2 separate regions of the Zea mays genome follow, and region 2 is linked to region 1. Evidence: chromatin contacts called from public Hi-C data. All regions are on one chromosome and are shown on one strand. The core of a region is the stretch at or near the end of the contact, and the rest is flanking DNA. Distances in the headings are between cores, read along the strand shown.

Region 1 (3,287 bases), core at 249-2,748:
GGTGTTCCAGTGTCATTGATAGGAATTTCAGCATTAGATGAATCTGACGGTGCAGTTGGTAGTTCCTTGATCAATTTCTCAACCTGGATAATCATACAAACATTTAGGAGCAGTGAGACGATAAGGCTCAAAGCTCTATCTAGACGTACAATTGATGAGAAAATAAGCTGAGGAGTATATCACATAAATTCATTTTAACAATAACCTTGAGTTAGGCAAATGTATCAATTGACCCTAAGGGTAGGCAGGTAATTAGGTCAGCATATCCATATGGCCTCTAATAACGATGATGAATCGGCAAATGCAGCACCCCTAAGGCAGTGTCCTAGCTAGAGATGGCAATGGGTAAAAACCCGTTGGGTATTACTTGCCCAAACCCATACCCGCGAAGAAAAAATGTGCCCGCTAAAAAACCCATACCCATGACGGGTATAAAATTTTGCCCAAACCCATACCCATGCGGGTTTCGGGTACCCAACGGGTTTCCCATACCCACTAACATCAATATAAAAAATAATTCATCATGTAAATGACAATCAATACATTAATAAACTAGCATAAAAGGAACAAGTGATAACTAATTTTAGCCTAAAATTTGTTACATGAAGTTTATTTCAATTAGAAGATATTCAATTAATAATATTACGAGACATATTTATAAGGAATGTTGATTTTAAGGTGGGTTTTAAAAATCCATGGGTTTGCGGGTATGAGTAGTGGAAGAATAAACTCATGCCCACGTACCCGTTGGGTTTCATTTGAACACATTAACAAACCCATGGATAGTGAAATTGACCCAAACACATACCCTAACAGAGAAAAACCCACCGGGTTTCGGGTAACGGGTACCCAGTGCCATCTCTAGTCCTAGCATGGAGCATTGACTCGAGAAATGTGACGCTAAACGTGCCTCAAATTCCACTAACTTGATCGAAACATGAAACTAGAACAAAAAAGGGATTGCCGAGTAAGCCACATTACTGCTAGCATATGCATAATATATAACTATGAGCATGAGGCGTGCCGCCCGCGAGAGAGGAGTGGGTGTACCTTGGAGACGACGTGGGAGGTGTCGAGCAGGAGCTCGAGCAGCTCGCGCGCGGCGGTGGCGGCGGCCCGCTGCTGGAGCCCCTCCCTGAGCGCGGCGAGCGCGGCGGATGCCCCGGCGCGGAAGGCGGCGACCTTGTCCCTGAGGTCGGCGAGCGGGGCGCGCATCCGGGCCGCGGCGGCGTCGACGCCCTTGAGGTGCGCGCTGAGGCCGACGAAGTCGGCGTAGTCGCGGTTGATGAGGCCGACGAGCTCGGCGCGGAGCGCGGCGAGGTGGGCGCGGAGCTCGGCGGCGAGGCTGTCGAGCGGGACGTAGGAGCGGAGCTCGGCGACGTAGGCGTCCGCGTCGAAGCCCGCGCGGAGGAAGGCGTCGGGCTTGAACCAGGGAGGGTGCGCCTCGATCGGCTCCCCGAAGAGGTCCATGGCCGGCGGAGGGGCCATGACGAGGTCCGCCATAGAGGTCTAGACTTAGGACTGAGATCTGCGCGCGCGCGATGGAGATCTAGAGCAGGGTCAGGCAGGGCCGCAGGGGAGGATGCGAGGGAAGAAAAGGCTCAAGGCGGTGAATTGTCGACTTATTGGTGGGCTTGGCTCATACTTGACTAAATCGGCCCGTACAATTCTCCGGCCCATGAAGATGGTGCTGGACGGCGGCGCTCGAACTGCACTGAACTCATAAAGTCAACGAGGCGGGCAAAATGATTGTGGCTTGTCTCGTTCGATTCGTAGTCAGCTTGACTTATTTAAATTTTTTCACGAGCTTATTTGATATTTTAGCTTGGTTCGTTAACGATCCAGTTCAATTTATTAACAAGCCAACTGACGAGTTAAACGAGCTATCATATTTTAGTAAAATAAAACTATATACATATTATTTACGTAAATAACTAATAAATTGATAAACATATTATATATATATGTGGTATCTATGATCTATGAGTTAAACTAATGATTGACGAATATGTGTTAAATTGTTCTACGTAAATATAGTTGTGGATTAAACTAATGAACATGTGTGTGAATTCTGTATTGATGAGTGATGGTTGTGTTAATTTAGGGTTACATTAATGCGGTTAGTGAAACTATATTTTCTATTGTTAAGTTAGTTAGATTTAACTAGACATTGATTATTATATATATTGTTTTTTTTCTTGCTCGTAAGCTAAACGAGTCATCTTGATCTTGTAAACAAGTCGAGTAAAGCTGATTTTGTGGCTTGTTAGCTTAACGAGTAGAGCCAAGCCAAGTTGGTTCAATATCTAGGCTGAAAAACAACTACGACTAAAGTGAGTGAAGTGAAGCCTGCCCGGACGAGAAGGAATGGAAGAAAACAAGGAGCAATAGGTCTAAGCTGCTAAACGCGGGCATGGGCATTGCGTTCGCATCGGCTTCAGGTCAGATCACTCGCTCACTCGCTGCAGCTCCTAGCCTGCAACGACAACGAGAATCATGCAGCGCCGTCCCACACCGATGGACAGTGCCAAACGAAACGAGAAGCAAATGCAATGAGTCGCCCAGTGCCGCCCACCCCGCAGCTGACTAGCAGCAGCGCCCCATTCCCATTCAGATGGATGCCATCATGCCAAGGCCTAAGGCCATACACGAGTCGTGTCATATCCTACACACCGTCGCCGATCATCGTTGGGCGATTGTGAATTTCTGATTCAGTAAAGTATAGGTCCACGATGTATCACTTATATTCTGAATTCAGTCAAATAAATAGGTCCTCGAACTTTGTCACCCCATACAAAACCATCTAAAGCTGGATTTGTAAAACCGGATGCAGATATGACATGCACGTCGGAGCCACTTAGTGTCTCTAACTTGCCATGTTGTGTCACTTTGGTCCCCGAACTTGAATGTTATGTCACTTGAATCTCCGAACTTCCATTGATTTACTCTGATGTGGCACGACGCATAATTATTATGTTTTTAATGAGTAGTGTATATATTACAAAGGTACATCTTTATCTTGTATACCTTAGCATCATTGATAACTTTCCCACAAAATTCACACTCATGCATGTGTGTAAGCTTGAATCTAAATCATCCAAGCACACATGTAGCTATGTAGGGGAAATTATCACTAGTAAATAAAGTTTTATGGTGCTTATTTATATATCATAATGACAAAGCTTAAAAGTTGGATAAGCCACATAAAATCCAATCCAATTTAGCAATTTACACTAGTGTTAAGTGCTACCTTGGATTATGCTTAGTTTTTATTTGTTTGTAGAATT
Region 2 (3,360 bases), core at 304-2,803, 84 kb after region 1:
TTTATTGGTCATTGAGTTACGACATTTAATTAGTATGTTAGGCTATAAAATAGTGACGTAAAATATTGCATTAAGAGACATTGTTTCATTCATAGTTTTATAGCACTTATGATGATGTGACAACGTTGGAAAGAGTACCACGAAACTCCCATTATAAATAGCCTTAATTGACATCCAACTAAATATTAAAAGTCACTTTCATCTATTAATTTCTAAATCTCGGTTGCCCATTGAACTGAAGAAAACCGTTAGGGAAATATACATTTTCAGTTTTAATTTAATTCAGAAAATCAGAGTGATGTATGTGATGACATATATGTGCATATGTATCACTACTCACATAAGAAGTAAACAACAGTAAAATATGCACAAATATAAAGAACAGATTGTACACTGCGGAGGGAGCGATGCTTAAGGCATCAGTGGCTCCATTCAAACGAGATATCTCGTGTGTATGTTCGATATAGTCGTACGCAGTCGATGCAAGCAGTATAGTCCCTCGAACGGCGCTGGTCGAGCGAACGAAGCGAGCAGTCGCGAGTACGCTCCCCAAAAACCTGATCGCTCGCACACCCAAGCAAGTGTCGCTCTGCGTACGACGATTTCGGAGGCCTGCTCTCCCACACTCTATGCTCGCAGAAGGTGGGACGAGAAATGTTCGGTGTTCGTACGTATTGTTGTAACCCGAAGCAGTCTCACCTCCTCTGTATATATACACGCGCAGAGGAAGACCAATGGCTAGTAACGGTTGCCATCAGAGCTACCGTTACAGCCAGCGAGAAACTGACGCAACACAGTAGTAATGGACGGTCATCACTCTAGGCAAAATGTGCAACTGTTAGGAAGGAATATTCAAACCAATATCCAATCTACCACGGCCCAGCCCGGCCAGCGGCGTGCATGTGGCAGTTCTTCATTCTTTCTTAGTTTCTCAATAGATACACCTATTTAAGTTGATTGAAGTGTCCTTTAAACTTCCGATATGATACTAAAATACTAGTACATTGTAGCATTAAAGTAAGCCTTTAGCATCGGATATTATTGAATATTAATTTAGGCCAGACTCACATTAATTAATTCATTCAACAGAAACAACATGTGCCCAGATATTGACAAGTCTAAGTTAAAGGACAAAATAAGGATCGATTGGTAATATCATCAGTGCATGTACTATCTTCATATGTAAAGATCAAACATCACCCATAGTGAATACTCCCTCCGTTTCTTTTTAGTTGTCGCTGGATAGTTCAATTTTACACTATCCAGCGACATCTAAAACGAAACGGAGGGAGTAGTACGGGACAACCACATTCCACAAATTTTCCTATTACTTCATTAGTAAGAAGGGATTCAGAGCCATCTGATCGTTTGACTCGCGAAAGGGGTGGACGAGGAGAAAGCAACCAGCAACTCTCGAGGATAGCGGTCGCCACCGTATAGTAGGTAGAAAATGCCGCCGTCGGTACGCGGGCGACGAGCAACGACCATGCATGCGGGCACGTGGCGACGACCGACCTGGTGAGCCATCGCCATCGCCGCCGCGCAAGCAACCGGCACGTACAGGCGAGAACCAGACACCACCGCCACGCGGGCGCGCGAGCCAGCACCGAGCGAAGAGGAGGATGGGGAAGGAGGGACAAAATGACATGCGGCGGAACCCATGTATATCAGTGATAGGGAGAGAGACGATGGGACGAGAAGGAAACACGTAACCTTTCAACGAAACACGTGACAATATGACATGTTCCAGACCCCCCAAAAAAAATCTGTTCGAAGCGGCTGCCCCTAGCTTGCTATCGGGAGGATGCCGGGGCTAGCAATGGGTCTATTTGGTTGAGCTTTTTTAATCAATTATTTTAAAATTTTAGCTGTAGAGAGAATTTGGCTATGCGAAGGATCTTAATATTGTGAGAATTATGTACGAAAGAAGGTGAAGTAGTCCAAATGATTCAAGATCTAGAAAGCAATGGATTATCACAATCGTAATGACTTGATCGATTCTGTGTTTATATTGATTTTGAACGATTTTTAACAAAACGATTCTTATAAAATCGGGCTACAAAGTTAGTGTATTTGACACTCTGCAACAGTTTTTGGTGGTCAGAAGCTAAAAAAAAGACAAAACAAATAGGATATGTGGGCAAGCTGCACGAGAATGGTGCAGGCTTCGTATCACCAAACACAAAAACATTAGACGATTGAAAGTGGAAAATAAAAACATTAGACGATTGAAAGTGGAAAATACGCGTAATAGCTAGCCAACTGGGCCTATATGTGGCCAATGCGGCACAGCCCGAGCCCGTCACGGTCCAGGCCGAGGCACATCACAAATAAATAGCGGGTCGTGCCGTGTCCGTTCGTGGGTTGAAACCTAAATACATGCATGGTCTGACTAGTTTTAAATGTGTCACACTAGACTATCATGTCTAACGGTCCACGACTCGTCTTGTAACAAAGTTTGAAAATAACTTATTTCCCCCTATTTTTATTGGACGCTTTTCTTCATTTTTTTAACACACCTTGAAAATAGCATGAAAGTGAGAATCAAGTCAGCCATAGATCTATATATGGTGGACTAGATTGGGGCGAGTAAGCTCAGGCCATGGCTTGATGGGCTATCTGTGCCTAGCATCGGACTAAATGGGCCGACGGTACATGTGTCATGCATGTGCCGTCTAGGAGACCGTTGGACATAACGTTATGTCCGACCCTGAGCCATCGGATATAACCTTATGTCCGACGGCCGACTAGGAGGCCGTAAGACATAACAGAGCCGTCGAAACTCTGCCATTTTACTGTTGTTATTGAAAAGATATATAAAGTAATTTTTATGCAAATAATAGATAATAATTTAGAGAGTGAAATTTAGTTTTTTTAAGATGCCCTTATATAGTACTATTTTTGTAAAGGTGAAAGAAAATTATATCTTTGTAATCAAGGTAATCATATGTATTGTAAATAATATATTTATATAAAACATAGAATAACTAGGTAGATCAATTAGTTGGATCTAGAACGTTTTCATTGTATTGGTGAATGGTGGATACATAAGCTTCTTTGTGACCTAAAAAAATAATATACATACTACTATTTTTGGCTTTAGTAACCTGATGTACATATAGCCACTACCGGAATCAATCGCTTTGCCGAGTGCCTGAAGCACTCGGCGAAGCCTTAAAAACACTCGGCAAAGGCTTTGCCGAGTGTGACACTCGGCAAAAAAGGCTCGGCAAACAGTGCATCGACAAAGCCTTCTTTGCCGAGTGCTTTTTCTCGGGCACTCGGCAAACCTCTTTGCCGAGTGCCAGAGAGCACTCGGCAAAGAAGGCTCGGCAAACAGTGCATCGACAAAGCCTTCTT

Evidence for each region. Hi-C and Micro-C count contacts between places; a contact is called where the count stands out from the background.
Region 2: a contact with region 1 is called in a Hi-C map of leaf, with 2.7 times the contacts expected there. The contact joins the enhancer-like site here to the promoter of LOC100383630 in region 1. A contact is called at or near these places in 7 of 25 Hi-C or Micro-C datasets (ear, endosperm, leaf and 1 more).

Annotation. Positions count from the first base shown.
Region 1 is chr1:305,094,541-305,097,827 of Zm-B73-REFERENCE-NAM-5.0, forward strand. It overlaps LOC100383630, which reads right to left and starts at 1,499. Exons shown (of 12, transcript NM_001366826.1): 1 at 1,051-1,499; 2 at 1-83. The coding sequence starts at 1,488.
Region 2 is chr1:305,178,483-305,181,842 of Zm-B73-REFERENCE-NAM-5.0, forward strand. No RefSeq gene overlaps it. Among protein-coding and RNA genes, the nearest start is that of LOC109943814, 3.6 kb to the left of the region's middle. Within about 2 kb of position 1,554, at least 6 of the 20 cell types and tissues checked have an H3K27ac peak or open chromatin away from gene starts, as enhancers often do. A contact at or near this core is called in leaf, where this site is marked.